Regions from separate parts of the Mus musculus genome. Here region 1 is linked to region 2. Evidence: chromatin contacts called from public HiChIP or PLAC-seq data. All regions are on one chromosome and are shown on one strand. The core of a region is the stretch at or near the end of the contact, and the rest is flanking DNA. Distances in the headings are between cores, read along the strand shown.

What was found. HiChIP or PLAC-seq counts read pairs in DNA pulled down with a chosen protein or histone mark.
Region 1: a contact with region 2 is called in an H3K27ac HiChIP or PLAC-seq map of large pre-B cells, with 2.5 times the contacts expected there. The contact joins two enhancer-like sites. A contact is called at or near these places in 3 of 484 Hi-C or Micro-C datasets (CD4 T cells, CD8 T cells and Th1 cells) and 5 of 115 datasets of contacts at active chromatin or transcription factors (CD8 T cells, bone marrow-derived macrophages, effector CD8 T cells and 2 more).

What each region holds. Positions count from the first base shown.
Region 1 is chr8:115,411,536-115,417,366 of GRCm38.p6, reverse strand. No RefSeq gene overlaps it. Among named protein-coding and RNA genes, the nearest start is that of Gm39256, 230 kb to the left of the region's middle. Within about 2 kb of position 3,001, at least 95 of the 459 cell types and tissues checked have an H3K27ac peak or open chromatin away from gene starts, as enhancers often do. A contact at or near this core is called in CD8 T cells, Th1 cells and memory CD8 T cells, where this site is marked.
Region 2 is chr8:115,185,929-115,191,995 of GRCm38.p6, reverse strand. The region is part of intron 8 of Wwox (WW domain-containing oxidoreductase); the gene reads right to left. Among named protein-coding and RNA genes, the nearest start is that of Gm39257, 230 kb to the right of the region's middle. Within about 2 kb of position 2,030, at least 57 of the 459 cell types and tissues checked have an H3K27ac peak or open chromatin away from gene starts, as enhancers often do. A contact at or near this core is called in CD8 T cells, Th1 cells and memory CD8 T cells, where this site is marked.

The sequences.
Region 1 (5,831 bases), core at 1,752-4,251, 220 kb before region 2:
AACAGGGGAAGTTTAGTTTATTAAACTCTATGCCAGTCACAGGAAGCTTAGGCTAAGCGCCTACAGAGCAAAACCAGGCTCTACAACTCAGAGGTTACTATCTCATGGAGTATCTGCAATGCCCCTTCAGTTGACTGAGAACCAGCCCATCCGAGAAGCATTAAGTTAGCTCTAGGAGTCAGGGGTGTCGTAGATTTCCCCCAGGGAGGAATGGGACAGCACTTGGACTTGGTAGGTAGCACCTTGAAGCTTTATTATGTGATTGTACAGTCCAAATCCCACATCAAGAGTTCTGTCTGTTCCTTATTAAAGTTACTGCATGTAGCACAGTGGGTAAGCCTACAGCCTGTACAGGCAGCTGTGGCTGGTTTAAAACTCAGCTCCATGGCTAAACTTTCCTTACAAAGACCGTTGTGGAACCAGATATGAAGGCACAGGCTTGAACTTCCAAAGCTTTTCAGATAGAGGCAGAAGTATCCAAGTTCAAGGCAAGCCTGGGCTACATAGAGAAATACTGTCTCCCACAAAAAAAGGAGTTAGAAGGGCGGAGAGATGTCTTCATCATTCAGCTACCGCTATGCAAGCTTGAGGACCTGAGGTTGACCTCCTGTGCCAATGGAAAAAGCCTAGCGTGGCATTGCTCTCTAATGCCAGAACTTGAGAGCAGAGACAGGAGCATCCCCGATCAGCAAGCTCCAGTTTCAGTAAGAGACCCTGTCTCAGAAGCTAAACTGGAGATTAATGAAGACACGTTGCATTAACACATTAGCATCTGGCCTACATGCACACAACACACACACACACACACACCTAGCAATTGTAATCATCCAGGACCTATAGTACCTTCTTTAACTGAAAAGGGTGTTTAGAAGGAAAAGATTTCTCCCTTTGGGGCACAGATTTGGTGACCCGTGTAACCAGTCCTGGGGAAAGATAATCGTAGAGCTGAGCCCTAATGAGTTAAGGGAAATTAATATGTAAAGGTGGCCATATCTCTTATCAGATAAGAGCCGGCCTTGTTGAATACTCTGCCCTCTATTCTAAGCTGCTGGGAGAGATAACTTTCTTATCTGATTGGAGGTTGCTTCTCTGCCTGTGGGGTCTCAGATTTGGGATTTTATGAGGATTTTAAAGACAAGTATTCATCCGTGGGGGGGGGGTGGCCTGCCCCCCGGGATTGGCTGTGGGAGGCCGATAGCAGAAGCGGGAACCCAACCTGATGTTGCTTCCTTCCCTGTGACATCACTGAAGAATGATTCCACTTCTCTAAGCCTCAGTTTCCCCAGTCCTGAAATGGGCATGATGTGGCCCCATTCAGGCTCCTCTGCAAAGCTGTTATGAAAACTATGTGTCTGTAGTGGAGATCCTTGTCTGGTGGTCCCAGCTATTCACGGACAACACCTCCTGCCCCCTGTCTTAGACACAGATTCTAGAATGGTCTCGAAACATTGTCTAGTTAAATCATTCCCTCTGGGTATCCCCTTCCAACTGCATATATTTGCTTCTTTCGCATTCTCTCTCACAGGGGGTGGACAGACCATCCCCAGCCTCCCACACGAGTTACAGGGGTGCCAGGGTATAGTTTTATCTTTTCTCTTCCAGTGTCTCATCTAAACGGCCTTCCAATTTAACCATATAGAGAGATCCCATCTCCTCTGTCAGTTGCCCACTTCTGCATAACAACCCCCCACCCACCCAAATCATAAAGGTTCCAAGCTGGCCAGTATTATTGCATAGAAAACCCCTCTGAGTTGGAAATGTGCAGGGCATAGAATGCTCAGTGATGTTGGGTACAGATCTGGGAGAACTCCAAGAGCCAAAGGATTGTAGGGGGCCCAGGCAAGGGACTATCTCTTCATGTGATCTCTCTGGGCTTCTAGCTTGGGTTTCCTTACAGCATGGTGGCCTAGGAGTCTACATGTGGTGGCTCTGTGAGGGAAAAGAAAAAAAAAAACCTGCCCCAAATGACAGAATTGACATAATGTCACTTTAACTGCCCAGTGTCAAATCATCTGCGAAACCTGGACCCACTTCATATTTTAAATTATTTTAATTTATGAGTTGGGGGAGGTTAATACGTGAGTGCAGGTGCCCTTGGAGTCCAGAAGAGGGTTTTGGATCCCCTGGAGTTCCTGGTGTTTGTGAGCTTCCAGTGTAGGTTTTCTGAAAGAGGAGTGCACACACCTAGCTACTGAGCCATCTCTTTAACCCCTGAGCCCATTTCTTGATGTCAGAAATGTCAAAGAAACCTTGGCCCTCTTTAATCTATTATGATGCTTTGTTTTTGAGAAAATCCACCACCCATCCCCCTCCAGTCTCCGGGATTTTTCTTCTCTGCTTAGTGCTAGGAATTGATTGGGTAGAGAAAGCAATCTTCTCCTGGAAGACAAGAGTCAGCTCCTTAAGTAAAGGAGCCGGAACTCATCGGATATGCTAGTTAGAACATAGCAGATTTTAGAGAAAGAGGCACCCTGGGTAGAAGGGCTAGCCAGCAGCATTGAAGAGGAGTTTGTCAAACTCTGACTTGTCTTTAGCCACTGCCTGGCATAGAGAACCTAACCCATAAGAACTTTTCACAAGGAGACAGACCAGTGTGAGTGTGAGTGTGAGTGTGTGTGTGTGTGTGTGTGTGTGTGTGTGTGTGTGTGTGTATGTATGTATGTATGTATGTATGTACAAAGAATTCAGTGTTTAACTGAATTATGCTTCTTCCACATAGGAACTCTTCCGAGTGATTTGGAATACAGAGAAACTGCAAACTGATGTCTTGTTCCTGCCTGGGTAGATGCACCCACCTTCATTATCTATAGGTCACAGGAGGACTCTGGGGAATGAGGGATGGAGAGATAGCCCTGGGCCTCATGCCACCATCCTCACAATAGAACAAGGTCTTCCCTGCCAGCTGCCGGTCCTCACATCAGCTGTGTCTACCCAGGCCCTGCCTCCCCGGGAAGGGACTGGTATGCAGAGTTGAACCCCTCTCAAGGCCGAGGGCCCGGGAGGGCTTCCTCTTTGCCTGCTGTAGAACAGCAGCTGGGCCCCAGAGCATGGCAGGTGTCTAACAGCCCTCGGCAATCCTGCAAAACAGGAAGTGAGAGAGAACACCATATCCAATTGAAACTGCAGTGGACTGTGGGCTGCAATGCTTAATTAACCACCCTTAGTCATTGCACAGATCTCTGTTGTTGCAGGAGAGGGGGGAGGGGGCCAGAGCACACGGAGGACAACAAAGCCGTTTCTGGAATGTGTTTGTGCTTCACTCCCTGGTCCTGTTCACTTATCCTGGATCCTGCTGACAAAAATGCAAGGTGATCACTCTCAGGTCAGGTTCTACACCCAACTCAAGCTTAGATTTGTGCCATCGTCTTTGCACTTTACGATGTGTATTGAGTAAGAATACATTACAGACATTTATTTCTTTTATTTTTAAACAGCTTTTTACATTTATCTATCTATCTATCTATCTATCTATCTATTTATCTATCTATCTATCTATTGTTGGTTGGGGGAATGCCAACCCATGCACGTGGAAGCCAGCAGATGACAACTTGCAGAAGACTGTCTGGGTCTCCAGGATTGAGCTGTCACTGTGATTGCTGGCAAGTGAGAATGTGTTTGTGGGTAGCTCTGAGCATCACTTGACTCCTTGGGATACTCCAGCACATCTGTGCAGGATCACTCTTTCCCCTACATGGGCTATCCCCTGTTCAGGAGGATGTGGATCTGTTAGACTGGGTGTGAGGAGTATCTGAGGAATGGGATTGTATGTTTGAAAGAACAAAAGGGTAGTTACTAAGCAGCTGACACTGAGCTTCATGCTATGACAGGCTTGCTACTGGATGATAGGGGCATGCATCTTAGAAATGAGATAACTTGGGTTTCTCCCTTCAGCAAACATTGTCAAGTGGCTTCTCCGCAGACTTGCATCTAAACTTGTCTTGACTGTTGACTTGGAAAGACATTTGGGTTATTCTTGGAGGACTATAAAACCCAGGGAGATGTGAGTGTATTAAAACCTGCTAAGGAGTGCCCTCTGGCTGGTACAGTGCAGATTCTTTACAATAACTATCCTCTCGACGACCTTTCCAAGTAGGAATTGCCATTCACTTTCAGAGTCGACGAGCTCAAGTCACTGGTATGTGGCAGAACCAGGAATTGAAGACACACTGCCAACCTTTACAGATTCTACAAAGTCCATAAATATCAGGATGGGGAAGGATCTCTTTTGTGGGGCTGATGAGCAACAAGAAATAATTAACTGTCCCATCAAATGGGCCAGAGGCTTACCCAGTGAGTCTCAGAATGGCTCCTGAAAAGACTGCAAATGCAGATCCACACGCACATGGCGGCAAATTTTGCAGTCACTGTTGCTTCTTGCACCCTCCCAAGGCCACCACGTGCTGGGATTTGAACTCAGGACCTCTGGAAGAGCAGTCAGTTTCCTTAACCACTGAGCCATCTCTCCAGCCCTGCAATAAGCTTCTTAAGACAGCAATGTCCATGTCTCACCCCCAAGACATTCAGAGTCAGTGGCTATGGAGAGACACCAAGAGCTTTCATTGTTTATAAATCTCCTCCCACTTTCCACCCAATCCCCAGTTGGCTATAATGGGTATTCCCAAGGACCAGACTAGAGGGAATTGTTCAGCAGCTATCCAAGCGTTTGAACTAAGGCTCTCTTTCCACTGTGTGTGAAGGATTGCACAAAAGAAGGTCATTGCCGAGAGGTGGCTTCATGGGTAAAGTATTTGTCTTGCAAGCTTGAGGACCTTCATTCTATCCCAAGAATCTATGTAAAAACAAACAAAACAAAACAAAATACAACCAGACCTAGTGGTTTCACAAAATCCAAGCACTGGGGAGGGAAGCAGAAACAGGCATATCCCTGGGGCTTACTGGCCAGCCAGCCTCATCAAATTGGTGAGCTCCAGGCTAGACAGAGACCTTGTCTCAAAAGAGTTGATCAGCTCCTAAGGGACAGCACCAAGGTTGTTCTTTTGCTTGCACATGGACTCACAAAAACGTACGCAACAAGTGAACACACACCCACACACCGTGCAGAGGAAGCCATAACTCTAAGGCTGCAGCTGAACTTGACTAAGCAAGGTCCAGCCTGGACTGTCAGAAGGTGGGGCCTATGTAGTTCTTCAGGACCTGATCTGCAATGGCAGGCAATATATCTTTAAGTACCACCAGAAGAGGCACGAGCAAATGTCCACGGGAAACCAGGCATCCCTCAGGAAATGTAAATGGGTCAGGGACTCTTAAAGAATTTAAATGAGCATGAAATAGGTGTAGAGGGTTTTCTGGGCCAATATGCAAGCAAACTAGTAAATAACTATTTTCAGCACCGGGTTTGGTTGGCGAAATTTGCATAGACATGTGATGCGCCTGAGTGTCTATTTTTACCATGCAAATCTGCAATCTGTAAAGAGAGCTTCATGCCCCTTGTGGAGATCTAGGCTCAGACTGTTGGCTGGAAAGAGCTGATTTTCACTGGGGCTGGATCTGGAATTCTCTACAGTAAAGAGTCCAGGTGAGAGCTGAGGAAGGAGCAGAAAAAGAGAGGGGTGGGGTAGGGACACTGTTCTCTGTTGAGTCCTCGGGAACACCAAGATCTTCCCCTGAGCAAAGTGCCATCCTGTCCTTGAGAGATGGGGAGTTCAAGTGGAAAGTTTGACATTTTCTGTGACGCCAGGCTTGCGCACCACTTCCTAACCTTTCTTAGAAAGCCACCGCCATCATTATTAACTTATTATGTCAGTGTGAATCTGATCTTCAACATGGAGATGAGGGTGCGCCCTTGACAAATATCGCAGAACTGGAAGCGT
Region 2 (6,067 bases), core at 781-3,280:
TATTAATTCATGCCACTAAATTTGTGGTGGCTTATTGCCACAGTGATGGAAAGTAGATGCAGATGATACCCCCAAGACAGAACCAAAGATAAGATGGAGAGGTGAGAATGGCCCAACACATTACTGAGTGCATTGAAAGGTAGGAGGCTGGTTGAAAAGAGAAGTCATTATATCTGGGTCACTGGAACATCTGAGGGACAGAGGCCACACAGGATGTGTGTCTATGATGGAGGAGCCAAGCCATATTTCAAGCTGCAAGCTGCACACCTGGCAATGAAGCTCTGGCCAGTTTCCCATTAGGCCAAACATCCAGTGAGTATCACTGAATCTCAGGCTTGCATTTCATTCTGCTCCCTCAGAAGTGAAGTCTGTGTGTTATCCAAGCGCTTAATCCCAGTGCGTGTTTCGGAAAGACGCGCTCTCCCTGGCTATTAAATTCAAAACGGAGAAGTCATCTTGTCAGAACCAGAAATGCTCTTTTCAAGGAGCTTTGCATCTTCCAGAGCTCATGGCAAAAATTTGAAAATCTCTCCACAAAGCAGTCACTAACGATGCAATGACTCACAACTGTTATCTGATCGGTCGTCTTACCAAAAACTCTAATACAACAGGGCATTTTAACACTTCAGAACATGGAGGCCTTAATGAGGGTCCGTCAATTGATCAGGCCTACCTAGGCTAGACAGAGGGTTCGGTGAGTAGAGTGTTTGAAGCACAAGGGAGAGAACCACCACTTCAGGTCCCCAGGTCCCAGGAGGCAGAGGCAGAGGATTGTCAGAGCAAGCAGAGTAGCCAGACTGGCAGGATTGCCAATCTCTGGATTTAATGATAGAAATTGCCTCAGCATGTAAGGTCTATGTCTTATGTCTATGAAGATATTTGATGGCAACCTCTGGCCACTCCACTCATGCACACACACACACAGAGATCCCACACGCGTTAGCCCATACACACATACACATGCTTACACATATAACACATACATAGACACGTGCAAAAGAGCAGTTACCAGAATTACAGTTATTAAGTGTCATTCCCAGTCTCCTGAACCCAAGCCCTTCAACAGAGCCCTGTTCTGCTCCCAACATCAGTCACCTTTGGGGTCCTCTGTCTACACAGTCACCCCCCTAGGCCTTTCCGTAAGTCTTCATCCTCTTTAAACACTAAAAGATGAGTCCAGGGCATGCCTAAACAGAGTGGACCTTTGCAGCTTCCATTCTTGGTACCCGGTCCCCTTCTTTTGTTTATAATATCCCAAAGCCCCTTGGGGGTCCCCCTCCCCAGCTGCCACCCGCTGTGACTTTCTCAAGGCATGGTTGTTTAGAAGCTAACGTTACTTCCTGGTGCTAGGAAGGGTCACAGGGCAGAGGCCTCCCTGATGAGAGTTTCGCAGCCTCTGGCTCATGATGTTGGTCCAGAGTGAAAAGCAGCCAGAGTGGCCTAAGAAGAAGCCATGGTGGTGGTCCTACCCTTTGGTAGTACTAGGAGGGGTGTTTGATGAAAACTGAGAAAGAGATAATTAAATCCTTTGGTACCATTTATGAACCTGGATCCCAACAGGCCTAAAGTCAGGCGCACTTGAATACTAGTAGGATCCTGATCCAAAGTGGTTTTTTGTTGTTGTTGTTTTTTGCTTTTTTTTGTGGTGTTTGTTTATTTGTTTATTAGGGGTGGTGGTGGTAGGGGCTTTCTTTAAATCCATTTAAATCTCATCTTTGGTTTGGATCTTGTGTCAGACTGTATTGCAAAAAAAAAAAAAAAAAGCCATCCTCTCTAGAAGAAATCTTTATATACACCGAACACCTGTAAAAATGTCCGATTCCTGGCACGGTGCCATTATTTCTATTTATCTCATAGTTTTCATCTGTGAAGTTCCTTGTGAGGTTTCCTGACACCCTCACAGGAAACAGGTTACACGCAGAGTATTGTTTTCATTTTCTTCTAAACTGACGCTGCCACTCAAAGCTACACCTCTCTCATATCCAGACACCAGCCGTTGCAGTCAGAGCCTCCCACCTGCCCACGTGTCCAGGAAGCCTGTGCCACAGAGGAAATGGCCCCGGCCAAGGTACGATGGGAACTCATCGTGACTATAGAACCTGTCCCGTGATGTCACTGAGTAGGAAGCTTCAGGGAGAGAAACTGTTGTCAGACAGTCAGACAGACAGACAGACAAGAAAGGAGGGGTTCTGTGGGAGTTCTCTCAAAGGAGAATTTTGATGCATCATTATTCAAAAATCTAATGACACGGGAATAGAACCATTAAAATACGTTATTTATTTTTAGTTATACTTCTACTTTTTCCTTTTTCTATTTTGTTTTTCTTCTTCTTTTTGGTAACTCTTGTGGTTCCATTGTATGTTAGGTAAAAGTTCCTTTGAGAAATTCAGATTAAGAAGAAAAAGGTGTATGGGTGTGACCCTTCCTACTCTGAAATGGCTCTTGCAAACCCTTCTGCCCGGTGGAACGGTGTGCATACGATTAGCTGCACACAGGGGGCCCACGGCTTGCATGAGCAGTTAATTTGCTCCACATTTCCAGGCTGCATTATAACCCTAATGATCACTAATAATAGACAGACCCACATTTTATTGAGTAAGTAATTTGAGACATTATGATTTTTATCATGCGAATAGGATTGACCAATTTACATTGGGCCCAGGGAGATAAATAACTGGGATCAATCTCTGCAGTGGCGGGCTCTGTCTCTTGGCAAACTGATAAGCATTGATCAGGAAGGTGGACGTCGTGAGGCAGTAAAGCCAACGAGCTGCTGCTGCGCTCCAGCCAGAAGGTCGGCCAGAGAGCCTGTGTCCACCTGTGACATGATGCCAAAGGCAATGGGGGGGACCTCATTTTGGGAGAGAAGGTGGGCTTTGTGCTCATGGGGCACAGACTCTCAAGCCAGTCCTGTCTCTCCTCTTCTACCTGCATATGACCTTTCATCCAGGAACACACCAGGAGGCAGGCAAGGGGCTGGCAAGATGGTTCAGGGGTTTAAAGGCGCTTGTCGAACATGCCTGGTGACCTGAGTTTTATCCCCAGAGCTCACAGAAAGGAGGAAGGAAAGAATTGATTCCAGAAAGCTGTTCTTTGGACTCCGTACATGCAGTATGTTACATGCATGTCCCGACATAATTCACACACGTGTTGGGCTTTTTTTTTAAGTGCTTTTTTAAAAGGAGAGTTAGGTAGAAAAAGTCTGGGTGTGGTTTATTCAAGAGGATGGAGAATAGGTTCCTCCCCCAAAGTCTGTAAACATAAAAGCAGGGATGGAAGGGCTTCATGAGATGCATCTACTCTGCAGAAAGAACCGAGCAGAAAGGGGATTCCCTTTATTGCCATAGAGGAAGCCACTGAGATCCTTGTGGCTGGGGTGACAATGATGGGGCCTCCAGGTTCTCTGAACTCACACACCAGAGAGTGGAGGAGAGGCGGAGCTCGGGAGCACTTTGCTGAACACTTCTAGAAAGATCTGCCTCAGTTGCACCTAGACACCAGAGCAAGAATGTTTTCAAAGCTCAAGCGCTTTGAAGGTGGAAATAGGAGAATCAGGAACTCAAGGAGGGGCTTGGAGAGATGGGTCATGGGGGAGAGCACACGCTGCTCTCTTGTAGGAACTGCCTTCCATTCCCAACACTGTGTCAGGTGACTCAGGACTGCCTGTGGGCTACAGCTCTGGAGGACTGATGCTCTTCTGGCCTGTGCAGGGGCCTCATGTAGCAAACGCTCACACAGACACATACATGCACGTACATGAAAATAAATCTTTGTATTAAGAGAGAGACGGGGCGTAAAGTCATTCTAAGCTCAAATACGGAGTTTGAGGCCACCCTGGTGCACTGAGATCTTGTGTCAAAAAAACAAAACAAAAAACAAAAACAAAAACAAAAAACAAAAACAACACAGCAAGCCAAATAAACAAAGGAATGGAAATCCTAGCAAACTTTTTTCCCTGTTTGAAGGAGTTATTTGTTGGAAGCAAAAGTCATATTTGGGGTAGGGGATAATGGTTGTTATTCTGGGCCTCACAGACTAACCTGCCTGTCAGTAACATCTGGCTTTTTTCCCTATGCATGTCTAGGCCATGTAAGTCCATACTTTAGCCATTTGTTTATAATTAGAATCATAAAGGTCTTCTTTCTTACTGTTTTTATTTAACCTAATACTACCTCAGGAATATTTTTTTCTCCTTTCTCATATCATCTGTTTTCCCACTTCCAGATGTTTTATTGTGACTCTTAACTTAAGGAGATGCCTTACTGAGGGGAATTTTTAAAAATGTACTTTAAAATGGTTTCTTTTATTATCTTAATTCTTTATTTGTTGCTCAGTTGGCATTTCAGACCAGATCTCATGTAACCCGGCAGCTTGCTGACTAGCTGAACTTCCAGTGTTCCTGCCTCGACCTCCCAAACGCTGGGACTACATGTATGTCCCACTGTGCCTAGTTTATGTCATACTGAGGAGGGAACCTGGGGCTCCCTTCCTGCTTGACAAGCAAGCGCTCTCCTTGGCGATCTGCATCCCTAGCCCCTGGGCTTGGTTTTTGATGTGGCTTTGCTGTCTAGGCTGACCTCAACCTTGTCACAGTCTGCCTAGGGCCTCCAAAGCTCTAGGGTTACAGGTGTGGGCCCTGGTGTCTGACCTAGGGAAGAGAACTATTAACAGAATGCAAACAAGGTGCTAAGTGACATTGGAAAAGCAGTAACAACAACAACAACAACAGAATACAAGGCACCATTGGCACTAAGGGCATGTGTCCCCCCACCTGCCCAGGTTCACGGGGGGGGGGGGGGGGGGGGGGGGGCAAGCAGAGCCCCCCTGGGAGTTAGAAGCTACACACTGCCAGTCACTCATTTGAGTGTATTGTTGAAGAGAGAAGCTAGGAGCATGCTGGAGAGGGCTCTTCAAAAGGGAACTGGCAGGCAGTCACAGCAGTCTGTTTGCCATCAGGAGTTAATTAGCCTTTGGCCACTGAGGAGGGGAGGAGCTTTCCTTGGATGGAGGCTCCAACCTTTAGCTGCAGCTGCTATTGCTGTTGGCACAATCCACAGTCATCCCCCCCCACCCCCCACCCCCTGTCCCCTGCAAGGAGAGCAACCGGCCTTGGGAATGAAAAAAAAAATTTTTTTTAGATGACCTTGAAGGAGAGAGGACAGCTCAGCCTGACTAGAAATGTCAACAGAATCCATCTTTTCCAAACCAATGTTTGCCTCTCCTGGGACTGGAGAGCCTACGTTTCAGCAGAAAACGTAAGGTATCCAGGGACCCGGAGGATTCTACAGCGTGTCTCTTTTGCTTCGGCTACTGGGAGGTAGCAGAAGGCTACGGACCTTGGAAACATCTAGATTTATATTCAGCCTCGGTTACTTATTAGCAGTGGGACCTTTGGCCGGTGACACTTGTAGTGTTCCAGTCTCTTCCACCAACATGCCTTCGACCAGATTGGCCATCCTATAAGGAAACCCTTATCCAAGTTCAGCACAGATATATACATCTGTGAACCCAGCCTTTGGTAGACCGAGACAGGAAGGCCTGTGTGTGTCTATTAGTATGTAGCCCACACTAGGCTTGAGGTGTGCACCTAAGGCAGGACCTACGACAGTTAAGACACTTAATCTCATGTTCTGTTTGTACAGCTGAGGAGACATGACAGCAAAACCACTTATCCCTCACAGGGAAGGGACCTTTGGCACCTCCACTGAATCTGATCCTCATTCCTGTGTCTAAAGATCACCTGACGTAACTTTACTGCACATTTCAAGGTTATTTCTTCTTACACAGAATAATTCCAGAGTCTTAACAGCAAATATTTAGCAATGATCTTCTATCTTCCTAATCCTTCGTCTACTACAGACATTGCTAATCAACTCCACCATTCTTTAATCAGGTGCAGGCACTGTGTCAAGGGTCTTCCCAAAGCAGAGCTCTAGGGCGTCACCTGGGATACTCTCAAAGAGGGAATGACCAAGGCACACCATTGTATCCTGTCCCTATAATACCAAAGGTTCCAGTAATTCATGCCTATAGGCACCGCTCAGAGAAAGCCGGACCAAAGAAAGGC